2 separate regions of the Mus musculus genome follow, and region 1 is linked to region 2. Evidence: chromatin contacts called from public HiChIP or PLAC-seq data. All regions are on one chromosome and are shown on one strand. Each heading gives the region's core, a stretch centred on a gene start, on an enhancer-like site or on the middle of the called end of the contact. The rest is flanking DNA. Distances are from core to core; before and after follow the strand shown. Region 1 overlaps Gm17745 (predicted gene, 17745). Region 2 overlaps Cfap54 (cilia and flagella associated protein 54).

Region 1 (6,987 bases), core at 3,527-6,026, 300 kb after region 2:
AAAAACAAAACAGAGAAAGAAGAGGAAAAGGAAGAGAATGAGGAGGAGGAGGAGGAGGAGGAGGAGGAGGAAGAGGAGGAGGAGGAGGAGGAGGTGGAGGAGGAGGTGGAGGTGGAGGTGGAGGTGGAGGTGGAGGTGGAGGTGGAGGTGGAGGTGGAGGTGGAGGTGGAGGTGGAGGTGGAGGTGGAGGTGGAGGTGGAGGAGGAGGAGGAGGTGGAGGTGGAGGTGGAGGTAGAGGAAAGAATCAAGTCCAAGGCAGTGCATGACATTTCACCTCCAGGCGAAGTGGTCACTTGTGCCTGGGAGCCATGCCACTGCCTTGTCCTATGGCATCTGGCCAGGACTGCCTAGGATATCTGGTAGCACTCTTCTCAATGACTATTTAGCAAGGATGACAACTACCCTTGTCCCCAGATATGGCTACTCGTTGACTGGACGTCTACAATCTGGTCAACCCCAAAGTGCAGTGTCTTGAGATCCTTGCAAATCCCAGCGGAAGCTGGCACTCTTGGACATCTGACAACTTAATGACGGGGAAGGAAAAGTTCTTTGTATTCGCCTTTGAAGGCAGAATGGGCTCCCTCAAGCCCCACCCCTGTTAAAACTCAGTCCCACCCTGATCTTCCTTACTGAAGACCATGAATTATTTCCCACTGAACTGACCTAGCTGTCTTCCCATGTATTATTCTAACATGTGTTGCATTCCTAGCCTGTCACTTAACTGTGACATTAATACTCATCTTGGCCACTTTCAATTTTCTATATCTCCATATCCCTCGCCTTAAACACTGACCTCAAAACTCCCAGGGTCAGGATATTTGGCAGGCTGAATCTCCATTCTTTACTGAGATCTTAGACTCAGTGACTTAACTACCACCTTCATCGTTAGCACTTCAGTTCCATATCCCTCAGACCCCAAGTGTCTAGCCAACTGAACTCCTCCATCTTGCCTAAGACAGAGTGAGTTACAGTTAAAATGGAGGCCCAGGGGCCACACAGTGTTTGCACCATAAAGAGATCACCTACCTGGGATGAGACATGGCACCATATTAGAAGTTGAATATTTGGGCTGGAGAGATGGTTCAAAGGCTAAGAGCACTGACTGTTCTGAGTTCAATTCCCAGCAACTACATGGTGGGTTGCTCACAGCCATCTGTAATGGGATCTGACACCCTCTTCCAGTCCTGTGTGTCTGAAGACAGCTACAGTGTACTCATATGAAATAAATACATAAATACATAAATGAATAAATAACTGGATCTCTCTTAACCAAAATGCTTGAGATCAGAAGTGTTTCTGATTTGGGATCTTTTTGATCCCTTTATAATTTGGAACATTTATGTATATAATGTTATCCCAGAAAAGAAACTTTAAATTTATTTGTTTCATATATGCCTAATACACAGAGTCTAAAAAAACAATTCATACAATGTCTTTAATGATTTTGCATGTGAAGCCAAGCTTGTGTATGCTGACCAATCAGAAGGCACAAACTCACCACCACTTCAGCCATCCCTGTGGACCATCTGTGGCTGAGTAACACCGCTCTCATTCCGAAGTCTCGGTGTCCAATAAGCAAGCTTTCCTGTGTTTACTGTTGTTCTAAGTGTGGCAGATCGCAAAGGGTCAGGATACAAGGACTGGTCCTCTTTTTTAACCTGTAGCTTTCTTTAAACTACAAGCTCACCAAACGAACTTCCATTAAATAACAGAGAATGCCGCCCCAAATTCTCTTGACTTTCCATGAAGAACAATCTCCACCATGGTTTGGTTCTCCTCAACTTCTCCCATATGTCTTCTAGGATCCTCTCCCCAGGACTTCCTGGCCAAAGGGTCCACTTAATGAGTTTCCCTAAGAATTAATCCTAGAGACTAGATGCTCAAACTCAGAAGTTTTTATTATTGCATGCAATCTCTCATGTTTGCTTTTTACTTTAAAAAGAAATCCTGAATAGTTACATAACTTTCCTGTGTGTATTGGGGGTGGGGGGAGGGGTTCCTTTCATGGTGCACCATCCTCATAATGGCACCCTATCTCTTCCTAGACACATAGATTAGTGTAGCTCTCAGACCTCACCAGAGAGGTTTCTTTGGGAACCTCTTGGGAAGACACAAGATATTTGGAGAGTGTGTCTATAGGATATACTGACAGTGACAGGCTGTTTGCAAGGCTAGCTGTGCCATGCTTTATCGGTCTTTGCTTCGTTGAAAGGCAGAGCAGAAAACTCTTAGCTTTCTGGCCGGTCCTTGTCACTCCTGGTGACTAGTGCCAATTTGGTGGAGGCCTGGTGGTTTCTGCTGGATCATGCTACCATTACTGATTTGTGTTTAGTGACACTTTTGAACTGGACTGTTGGTATCCTGACAGAGATTGGAATCACCCCCAAAGAACTACTTCTAAACAGATTTATATCCCCTTGTCCTATTTACCATTTTTTTCTCCCCTATCTTTGTGTGGGTTAAAATGGGTCCCATGTCCAGCCCAGGGCTCAGGCCATTGGGCAAGGCAGGACTGCATACACCCCACTCCACCGCCAGGAAGGTGTTGGGCTGTAAGAGGCCACAAGACCCTGCTGAAGGTAGGAAATCATAGTCTGAGGTCCCTGCAGAACTGCCAGAATTGGCTCAGGGTCCCCGGGTCTGCACGGAGGCCGAGTACGACAGGTTCTCAGGCTCTTGGACACCCCAGATGCTGCTGGATGACGTGGAAGAGCTGGGGGGAGGGCACCGGGCTGGCTCTAGCCCGGGACTGCTTGGCTTGCTCAGCGGAAGCCATGTCTCCAGAGGCAGAGAGGCCTCCTTGTGGGAGGTTAGATGTGGCTCTTTAGAGGAAGACCTGCTCCATTGCTCCAGCATGGTGGATCCTGATGAGAAGAGACAGTCCATGGTTTTAAGGTTTTTATTGTCATGGCAGGAAGGGGAGCTAAGAGGGTAGTAGAGGTAAAGAGAAAGGCAGAGAGAAGGAGAGAGTAGAGAATCAGAAGCCAGCCATGGCTATGTGGAGAGATAGGGGAAGGGAATGCATAGAGGGGTTTGGGGGAGCAAGGGAGGGAAAGGCAAGAGTAAGAGCAAGAGAGGGAGGAGGGGGCAAATATCCCCTTTTATAGTGGGCCAGGCCTGCCTGGCTGTTGCCAGGTAACTGTGGGGGTGGAGTCCAGACAGAATACCAGAGACTTGAGGCATTGCCCTACATGACTGATGGCCACAGAATTATGGAGCTGGGGCCTAGTGTCAGGAGCTCAGTGTGTAGGAGCATGGCAAATGGGCCTTCTGTCCCTTGCAGGAACACCTGCTGGGTCTCCAGGGTTTAAACCTAGCTCACCCAGAAAACAGGCTGCCTTTCTTGGTTCCACACCTTTGGACCGTGGGCTAGAAGGGGCGTTGAAGCATTTGAGAACCCTTATTAAAGTAGGTTTTAAGAAATCTAAGCCTGTGGTGCCAGAGAAGGAGCTGAGAGTTTTACATCTTGACCACAGGGAATGGGTTGAGACCTAAAGGCAACCCCATAGTTAAAGCAATGAAAACTGACTTCTTAGCAGAGCCAGAGCCCGCCCTCTACCGTGTCAGCAAGACTGTGTTTTCTGTAAAGCTCTCAGGTCAGGTCCAGTAAGGAACTGAGAGGCACATGAGCTTCCACTACGGTAGCCTTTCTTTGGATTGAATGCTGGCTAAAATGGATGAAGCATGACTGAGGACCAAGGATTCATTACTAGGATATAGATGGTTATATGGTAAATTATGGTAGCTAGAGGTTTGTGGTTGCAGAGAAGCAGTGTAGTATAGAATGTTTCTTCCACCAGTTGGTCCAGCAGTCATTCAACCTAAATGGGGCATCTCTACTACTACTGTAAGACTTAGGGAACATTGTGGAAGAGGAGGTAGGCAGAATGGGCGATAGAGCTCAAGAACGGCAATTAGTGCTTTAAAATGCATGCTTTTAATCCCAGCATTTGGGAGGCAGAGGCAGGCAGATTTCTGAGTTAGAGGCCTGCCTGGTCTACAGAGTGAGTTCCAGGACAGCCAGGACTATACAGAGAAACCCTGTCTCTAAAAACCAAAAAAAAAGGAGCCTTATAAGGCCCCACCCTCCAGAAGAGCTCTATGTAGTTGTAAGGGAAGGGGATTGGTAATAGTCATTAATGGTGCTGCTTCTGATGCACAGGCCCAACTCAAACAGATAACCTACCTCTCATGCAGGAATCCTAATGCAGTGGGCCGCATGCACAAAGACATGAAAGGAGGAGTGGGTTGGAGAAGGAGAAGGGATTTGGCAGAATAGGGGAAGGGAATAAGAGAGAATAAAAGGCAAGACTTTGATCCAAGAAATTGCAAAAGGATAAGTAAATAATTGGATAGAAGGAAGATGTCCTCAAGGGAAGAAGGATCGCCCTATTGAACCAGACGGCTTTTGAAGAATTCCCAAACTTTGTCTTTGGCCCACACTGGCTACCACAGCATCACCTAGCTCTGCTCTCTTAATTGTCACTGGGTTTTCTAAGAATCAGTTTCATTAGTACATAATGGGATAGAAGTGAGCAGTGGGAATATTTGGCAATTGTTTTTTGTTGTTGTTTTTTTTTTCTCTCTTCCTCTTGGTGTGATCACATTTTTCTGGCCTCCTTTGGAAGGTTGACTGAGATCAAAATGGATACTTGTGGTTAATGAGTTGTCTATAGTCAAGGGTGTTGCTCACAAGCTAAAGCATGTAGTAGCCAACACAAGATCTAGGGATGTCATTTCCCCCTCTGGCATGAAATCAGCAATTCTGTAAGTGGGAATGGTGCTACCAGCCTACATACCTCAGTGACTGTTCATAAACATTGACCAGAGCCGCCACATGCCCATACCCTCCCTTTCCAACCAATGTCCAGTGAACAGGAAGCATGAACAAGAAATGAAAGTTCTATGGGGTAAAGCTGCCAGGTACAGTGGTGTGTGTGTGTGGGCGGGGGGGGGGGTATGTGCGTGTTCCCTGGCACCCAGATGCTTAAGGCAGGAGAATTTTGGATTTGAGGCTATCCTGGGCTACACATGAAGATCTTATCTCAAAGTTGACGCAAATGTGAACACACATCTACACATATGCATGACTGGAATGGGAGCTGAGTGATGGGATGCTTGCCTCCCACAAGCCAGGCCATTGATTCAATCTCCAACACCTACACCAAGAACAGCAAGAATAGCAGAGGAAACAAGCCATCAGTGTACCGTGGTTAGACACCGTTGTGCGTTCATAGGCCGGAGGTGGGGTGATCTCTCATCATAGCATGACTCAGTCTCTCCTAACCGACACAAGGTATTTTTGGCAAATTACAATAATGTAATTTAACTGTCCACAGGCAAATCTTTATGGTAACAACGTCTTTGTTCAGTGACTCATCTTACAGCCTGGTGCCAGTTAAGTCCACACAGCTCCTCAGCTTTGCTGCACAGACTCAAATCTGACCTTCTATTCCAGCTCACAGCTACAGCAAGGAAGTCCAAGGGTTATACTTTGCAACGGGGGTCCTTGAACATCAGAATGACTACTGCTTGTCTGTGTGATGTGTGACCTAGTCAGGACTTCACCCCACTGCTGTGCAGTGCACTCCTGGCACTTAGCAGAATACTCCTTAGCCATGTCCTGTATAATTGTGTATGATGGCGAGAAGAACTGGAAAGGTCTGGGTGATTCCAGAATGGTACTGAGTAGAAACTGGAAAGAAGCAAGACTCCTTGAACAGTGTGGATAAGACCAGTGATTTTTTTTTTCAGAGGAGTAACTTAATAGTCATAGAAAATATATATCACATGTCAGCCAGATGACATTTATATACAATCCTCTAAACCAGTGCTTCTCAACCTGTGGGTTGTGACCCCTTAGACAAACTTCTATCTCTAAAACATATTTAAATTATAATTCATAACAAAGGCACAGTTATGAAGTAGCAATGAAATAATTTTATGATTGGGGGTCACCACAACATAAGGAACTGTATTGAAGGGTTGTAGCATTATTGAGGCTCAGAACCACTGCCTAAATAACCCTGAGGGCTGGTACTTAACCAGTTTTACGAAGAACTGAAATAAATTCTAGTTCACCCGCACAACTTGAACCTAAGCCACCTAACTCCAAAGTCAGCCTTTACATGTACACACACCCATATGCATGTATATGAATATATATGTACATGTGCACACTCACATGCATGCATGAGCACACATGTACCACACACACACACACACACACACACACCATGTGCAAGAGTATGAATTAATAGCTTTTGACATCCTCTTGTCCTTGTATTCTGTAGAGAGTCTGTCTCAACGGTATTCGCAGAACCAAAGCACAATACATGGTGGCTTACAGTCTGAAGCCTTCCCAGAGAGCCACTGAGATACAGGCTCTAAGATGGGCGGAGTAGCATCCCCTTAACAAGGAGGACGAAAGCAGATTCAATGATCTTTAAGGTTCCTACCCAAAGTCATGCCACTTTTCAGCTTTAGAATCTAAGCTCAGACCTAGGTCTCTGCTTCTGAGCCTAGTTCTCTTTCAAAAGCTGAAGAAAATTCCAGATTCCCTTAGACAATGCTTTCCTAAATTAACATCTGTCTTATATGTTCCTTATATAAGGCTCAATGTTTCAAGAAATTCCATCCATCTTTTCAGCACACGAAGTGGGTAGGTAGGCAATACTAGATGTACCTTTTCAAATGCTTTTTATTAGCATATATTTACACACAATCTGCCTCATTATGGCACTTCCCTACATGTATATAATATATTTTGATCTACCCATCCCCTCACACCCTCTCCTGTCTCCCACCAACAGTAATTCCCCTCCCCTTCGAACAAGGCTAGGTATACTTTTCAGGTAGGTAACCTAGCGTTTTTTAAGGTATCAGCTGAAGAGGGAGAGAGGCGAAGTGTAGGCCTGTGGGATGCTGTCACCACCCACAACATCCCTTTGTGTCTCATCTTTTTGCACCTCCCATTTGAAGACTCCG
Region 2 (7,428 bases), core at 1,771-4,270:
GTGCTGTCCCCAGCCTCACTGTCACTGAGGTTGTAGGCTGGTGGGACACATAAGAAACCTAAGTGAGGGCTGGAGAGGTGGCTCAGCGGTTAAGTGCACTGACTGCTCTTCCAAAGGTCCTGAGTTCAAATCCCAGCAACCACATGGTGGCTCACAACCATATGTAATGAGATCTGATGCCCTCTTCTGGTATGTCTGAAGACAGCTACAGTGTACTTATATATAATAAATAAATACAGTGCTGTGGAGACAAATAAGAAGGGTTATCAAAGGGTAGGTCTGAGGGAGGACTTTCCCTGAGGTCACTCAGAAGAACAACCATGGCATGCTACAGAGATGGTCAGAAGTTAAGAACATTTGCTGTTCCTGCAGAGAACCCAGGTTTGGTTGCCAGCACCCGCGTGGCAGCTTACAACTGTCTGCAATTCAAGTTCCAGGGAATCCGATGGCTTCTTCTGGCCTCCGTAGACACCAGGGCACAAGACACCAGGCACATATATGGTGCACATACATGCATTCAGGCAAAACACCCATACACATAAAACAAAAATAAATCTTTTTTTTTTCTTTTTAGATAAAGGAGTAAGGACTGTAAGAAACTGGCCAAGAGTGAATTAGCTGCATCGGAAGCTCGATGTTAGGAACAAGGAACGTGTCCAGCTAGTGATTCACATAATCCCAGTAGCTATATTCACAGCAGACAGCAGGATCAGCTATGAGCTAAGAAGCATCATCTAACACGGGAAGGCAGAAGGAGAAAAGGCTGCCAAGGAGAGCTTTCAGTGTAAAGAGGAGTCATCAGTAGCAGGTACTACAGACCCTACGGAAGAGTGTGGGGGGAAGCACTGAGTGAGATTCTCTGAGCAGAAAGGAGATGGGGTTTTTCAGTAGGGTAGTAAGAACAGAGGCTGCCTTGTGTATATGATAGTAGAAGGAAAGACTTGGGAGCAGTACACATAGGCAACTCCCATGGCATGTCTGACCATCTCGGTGACATCCAGAAAGAAAATGAGAGAGGATCCAGGATAAAGGGACTGCTTAGAAGAACTTGACGGAAAGGCATGAAGACGTGGGGACGTTCTCCTCCCATTTAAATGAAAACAGGGTACTTGCCAATGAGGTTAAGTTTTAGAATCTGAGTGAATGAGATCAAAAGAATTCTCACTTGACAGGTTTGTTCGTTTTTTTTTTTTTAAATTGGAAATAAAATATTCTGATCCCCTCCCCCCAATTTCTCTCAGAACCTTTCTTTATGAAGACATGGGGCCAAAGTATGGGATCAGAGACTCACTGCCTTCAGGAGGACAGACACACACACACACACACACACATACACACACACACACACACACACACACACACACACACACGTGTGATATAAACTTATATAAACTCCACTCTTTGGGTTAATGTTTTTGAGAAGGGTGGGTGGCCCCATACCTCAACTGGGGGGCTGTGCCTAATCTCTGAATATAGTCTCTACAGGTTCTCTCTCCCCTTTGTTGGGTATTTCAGCTAATGTCATCATCCCCGTTGGGTCCTGGGAGCCTCTTGCTTTCCTGGCATCTGAGACTTTCTGGTGGCTACCCCCAGTTCCCCATCCCCCACAGCTACACAACTGTTCAATTTCCTGATCCTCTGTACATCTCCCCTGTCTCCTCCCACAGAGACTGAAGGAAAGTCCATCCAGAGACTGCCCCACCTGGGGATCCATCCCATATGCAAACACCAAACCCAGACACTATTGCTGATGCCAAGAAGTGCTTGCTGGCAGGAACCTGATTTAGCTGTCCCCTGAGAGGCTCTGCTAGAGCCTGACAAATACAGGTGTGGATGTTCGAAGCCAACCATCAAACTGAGCGTGGGAACCCCAGTGGAGGAGTAAAGGGAATGAAGGAGCTTGCAGCCCCATAAGAACAACAACAATATTAACCAACCAGCCACACACACACACACACACACACACACACACACACACACACACACACACACACCGAGCTCCCAGAGACTAAACCACCAACCAAAGAGTACACATGAAGGGACCTATGGCTCTGTGTGTAAGTTCAATGTTCGTTACATCTCATTGTCTTTATAGATCATAGCCTTCATACTCTTATCTGTGTTGTTATTTTTATGTCTCATCACACTGGGTCCAGTGAAGCAGGAGGCATTTTGAGCTCAAAACCACACCAAACCAACCAACCAACCAACCAACCCAACAAACCAACCAACCCAACCAACCAACTAAACAACCAACCAAAATACCATTTCCTGTTATGTTTCCCTTTCCTCTCTGTGTCTACCTCTTTCACTAAGATACATAACTAAATGAATGTCAACGTTTTAACATTCAACACCAAGTCCCTCGTTTTTGTTCCTTTCTTAGGACTTCTGAGAGGGCTCTTCAACGTGAGTGAGTTTCCAGACCACTCATTTGCATTTTGTTTTTTTCTGTCTGCATTTTGTCACCCACCAAGTGAGCGCATAGTCTCGCCACATGGTAGCTTACAACCATCTGAAATGGGATCTGACACCCTCTTCTGGGGTGTGCTTACATATAATAAATAAATCTTTTAAAAAAAAACTTACACAAGCAAACACCTGGCTTCCCATGTCTCCTAGGCAGACCTTAGAGCCCGATCTGCTGGCTGCTGCAAGGCCATAGAAGGTAAGTTCAAGTTCATGTGGAAAGAAAATTCAATACGCAAGTATTTTCAAAGAAAACCCACAATGCAAGCATCCTTTACCACAGGAAGCAGAAAAGTAGATCAGAGTGAATGAGGACTCAAGTAGGAGTGTTCTCTCAGAAGCAAGAGGACCTCAGAAGCATGAAGCAAGAATCCAGTGCCTAGAGAACGGAAATAGTGGGATGTATTGGCAACCTGGATGACATTAAAATTTAAGAATGTCTGGAAGCTGCTCAGAAGTTACAAGTACTGGCTGCTCTTCCTGAGAACCCAAGCTTGATTTTCAGACCCCACAAAGAACCAAAAGTTAAGGTCATCCGTCATTCTAGTTCCAGGGGATCAGATACCCTCTTCTGGCCTCCACCGGCACCAAGCACACAAGGCGATACACATACATAAAGGAAGGCAAAAGACTCAGATGCACAAAATGAAAGTAAAATTAAGAACTTCTGTCAGAAAAGATACAAATGTTTATCCATGTGAAAGGCCAGGCATGGCAGCATACACCTGTTATCAAGGAAACAGACAGGAACAGCCCTGGGTTGCCTGGCCAGTTAGAGTTAGTCAGTCTAACAAAACCAGTGACCCTGATTCAAAGAAAAAAAAGTGATTGCAGGAGAGAGGGGGTGAAGGGAGGAAGAAAGAGATAACTCACAAACACACACACATACACACACACACATACACACACACACACATACACACACACACACATTCACACACACACAGAGAGACTATCCCAATTGACAAAAACTAAAATGCTTAACAAATCAAGAAGTAAAGAAACTGTCTTCATCTGAAAAAAAAAAAGCCATAAAAATCCCTTTAGTCAGTGTCTGAACTAATGGTAAAGCATTGAAGGTTTTCCATCTACTGTCAAATTGGGACAAGGAGGTCAGAAGTCAGCCATTGGCACGCATTTCTCATCATTCTAGTCTGTGCAATAAATCAAGAAATGGAAAAAAAAAGAATTTAAGAGACTAAAACCTGAAAAGGAAAAAAATTGTAACTGTCATTATCAAAGATTATTATTATTTTTTAGAAAATCAAAAACAAATCCACAAATAAATTATTTATAATCATGGTCACTGGATTCAAGGTCAATCTGTAGATTGAATACCAATTTCTATCATTCAGAAGGTGTTCAATACCAGTGTCTACAATAAAATATCAACATTGTATTTACGTATCAAAAGTTCTTTTCCAGCCATAAACAGCTCCGACACCACATCACGCAGCTCCATTTCGTCAGTAACCAGCGGTCCAGTCTGCAGGATCCGCCTGTTTGAGTCAGAGAGGGCTTCCAAGACAGCCAGAAACCGCGATGAGGTGCTGTCAAGTAGCTCATCCAGCAGCCGTTCAGTGACTGTCCGTGGCCAGGGCAACTAGAGCAGGCAGGAGAGAAAACCAGAGCAGCTACAGGCAATGACTATGGATGGATGGGTGGGTGGGTGGGTGGGTGGGTGGATGGATGGATGGATGGATAGATGGATAGATAGATAGGTGGATAGATGGATAGATAGATAGATAGATAGATAGATAGATAGATAGATAGATAGATAGATAGATTGATTAGATAGATGATTAGATAGCTGGATAGATTAGATAGATAGATAGATAGATAGATAGATAGATAGATAGATAGATAGATAGATAGATAGATAGATAGATTGATTAGATAGATGATTAGATAGCTGGATAGATTAGATAGATAGATAGATAGATAGATAGATAGATAGATAGATAGATAGATAGATAGATAGATAGATTAGATAGATGATTAGATAGCTGGATAGATTAGATAGATAGATAGATAGATAGATAGATAGATAGATAGATAGATAGATAGATAGATAGATAGATAGATAGATAGATGTGGGTGCTGGGAATTGAATCCCTGGTTCTCTGGAAGAACAGCCAGTGCTCTTAGTCACTATGCAGTGGACATTTGGTGCTGTGAGAAGCCTTTCAATGCTGCCAGCTGGGGCGTGTGACTCTGAGCCCTGAATCCCTCCTGTACAGTGAAAAAGCACCACAGCAGGTAGTTTCCAAGTTCGCCTCCAGGTTCTGAGATTCTGTTGCTTTTCTGTCAGAACCAGCTCACCACCAACAACAACAACTGCCCTTGCCTTCATTTCCAGACCCTGCATAGCCACTCACAGAGAAGAGCTAGCTGACACCATTGAGAACGGTCAGGGATGGCTTCAGGGAAGGAGGAGAACTGAACCCAGAGGACACTGAGCTCAGAGAGGCTACAGGGAAGTGTAAAGATGGAAGGGGAGACGGAAGGACAGGACGACCAGAGGATGGGAGGCAAAGATTGAACCCCACAAAGAGTATCTGACTCACTCCCCCAAGACAGTGCTCAGTGCTGAGGTTGAGAGGGGCCATGTGACCAGTGAAGACACTGGAGAAATGTGACACTGGAGCACTTCCATGCCAGGCATTGTGGCTTCTCCAAGCTCTCTGTCATCCCCGCCAGCAGAGAAGCCATGCATTGTCTAAATAAATTAGAGCTTCTACCAGGCCTGGCCCTGAACAGCTATTTAGCAGGCCTCCTGATGACTCTGCTAGCCCTAAAGTGCAATGGGAAATTATTTTTTAAGTCTTCTGAGATGTGAGGGTCGTTTGTCACTATAGTAAAGTCTACTCCCGATGGTGAACCTAAAGCTAATGAGAAAACCTCAAAGCTGCTGTCAGGTGCCCAGAGGCAAGGATCTGCGCAGGCCAACTCCGAGGACTGTCCATTTGCAAGGGGCTTTTATGCAAACCTTTTCCAAGCTCATCCTCAGCAACTCACCCATTAATGTTGCAAAACTGGGATAGTGGGAGGCCCCAAAAAGAGAAGGGGGTGCTGGGAGGCTGTAGCTCAGTTAGGAAGACATTCCATGGCTCTAAAATCAGGGACAGGCTTGAACGGATCCAAAGGAAGAAGCCATACACATTGCAAGAGGGTGGCAAGAAGGGGAGCCTTGGAGACTCACACTTTGAGCTTCCTTTAGGTTGAGTCTTAGCTTCGGTCTTAACACATTTTTGTTTTTTCTTCGAGACTCGAATACTCCTCTTTTGAAGATCATCACAGCCATCTGTCCCCACAAGAAGAATCATATATAAGAAGTGACAACGGGATGCACGACTCGGTCACTAAGATTGAGCGCTCAGTCAATAGCGCTGCGTGGTAGATGTCTTCCATTTCATGAAATGTTCATACCTTTATCGTGGCCTCTCTGTAATATTTTCGGGAGGTTTCCAGAGACGACGAGGAGCTCATTAATTCCAGCTGCCTTAACTCATCAATTTTAGCTAGCGCACGCCGAGCAAATGCCTGTGTTGCAATTAAAACAAATTTAATCCACAATAAGTTGGAGAAGAGTGATTAAAAATGTATAAGAATGGTATGTTTTGATGTCTGAGGCATTTGATTTAATCGGAACTAAACTGCAGGCTGCTGTTGACTTTTTATAACACGGTAGCTTTCCAATCCATCATTTCCTATGAGCACCATTAAGCTCTATAAATCTAAAGTTAATAAACATCCTGACACATTAACTTTATGAATTATAGAATGTTTAGAGGAAAGCCAAAATATAGATTAAGCAGACCTTTGTACTGAGTACGGCTCCTGGAACAATGCACACAAACCTGCTCACACTCGAATGCACATGCACACAATGTATACCATACTGAGATGGTCTTCACGAATTTCAACCTTTCTAGTATAACACGTGATATATTCTCTACAGATGCTCAAACGATGACCACTACAGGGTGAGGTCTCTGAAAGGCCTTGTTCATTTTCAAGTCTCCAGTGTCCACATGCTGGAAATCCTGAAGAACCTGATGGAGAGGCTTGGAGAAGATGGGCTTAGCTCCTGGAACCACCTTACCACCATGATGATTCTCTAGAAATAACAACAAGGGTCTGGATGACCCCTTGAGAGGAGGAGAGTAGCAAAAGATTACATCATTGGTGCCTCCAGGGTGCAACAAATTGCACATTGCACTTCCAAATTTTCATGTCGTTGATTTTGCCAATTTTTTTTAAATACTCCTAGATTTTCACAAAGAAAATTCCAGGCCAGCTACAATATTAGAATTAATAAATGTATAAGTTCTCTGGGAAGCAAGAACCCAACAGGAATCAAAAGGTCAAAACCACCCTGTTCTGCGTCTTCTATCACTTCAGGAACTGTGTAGCAAACTAAGCCTTCCCTAGCACACGCAAGTGAAACAGGCATATGTGGTAAGCAATTTCTAGCATTCTCCTGAGCTGTAGAAATAGCCCAGCAGGGTATGCATTCGCCTGCTCCCTTAGCTAGGGACTGCTAACACCTAACAGATCAGAATTAATCCAGGCAGGATAAAAACAAACGGAAGAAACTATCAGTGACCAAATTATGTACATCAGCTTGGTGACAGAACAGAAGCAGATCCGAGCATGGCTGTAAACGCTGTGTTCTGCACGGTTTTCCCAGCCAATGGGCTAAGGGGACGCTGACACCCAAGCTATAGTCCTCGTACCAAGCTGTGCATCCTGGGGAAGGGTTTTGTCGGCCTAAAGAAAGAGGTATGCTTTTCTAATTTTCACCAAGGCTACATTTGCTGACAAGTGGGAACCATGTTCCATAGGGAGAATATTCGTTTAAAATTATACTGAGATTCCATGCCAGCCAATGGGAGCCCCTGCTGCCTTGTCAAGTATTTGGTCTAAAAGATGTACCCCCAAAATGGGGAAAACAAA

Evidence for each region. HiChIP or PLAC-seq counts read pairs in DNA pulled down with a chosen protein or histone mark.
Region 1: a BATF HiChIP or PLAC-seq map of CD8 T cells shows a contact between it and region 2, with 5 read pairs. The contact joins two enhancer-like sites. A contact is called at or near these places in 1 of 15 datasets of contacts at CTCF or cohesin (CD8 T cells), 1 of 484 Hi-C or Micro-C datasets (uterus), 4 of 115 datasets of contacts at active chromatin or transcription factors (CD8 T cells, bone marrow-derived macrophages, embryonic stem cells and 1 more) and 2 of 9 other capture datasets (adipose tissue and embryonic stem cells).

Annotation. Positions count from the first base shown.
Region 1 is chr10:93,338,380-93,345,366 of GRCm38.p6, forward strand. The region is part of intron 1 of Gm17745 (predicted gene, 17745); the gene reads left to right. Among named protein-coding and RNA genes, the nearest start is that of Gm17745, 5.7 kb to the left of the region's middle. Within about 2 kb of position 4,777, at least 56 of the 459 cell types and tissues checked have an H3K27ac peak or open chromatin away from gene starts, as enhancers often do. A contact at or near this core is called in CD8 T cells, where this site is marked.
Region 2 is chr10:93,039,356-93,046,783 of GRCm38.p6, forward strand. It overlaps Cfap54 (cilia and flagella associated protein 54), which reads right to left. Exons shown (of 68, transcript NM_001347060.2): 7 at 5,899-6,012; 8 at 5,672-5,773; 9 at 3,874-4,072. Among named protein-coding and RNA genes, the nearest start is that of Gm40739, 32 kb to the right of the region's middle. Within about 2 kb of position 3,021, at least 32 of the 459 cell types and tissues checked have an H3K27ac peak or open chromatin away from gene starts, as enhancers often do. A contact at or near this core is called in CD8 T cells, where this site is marked.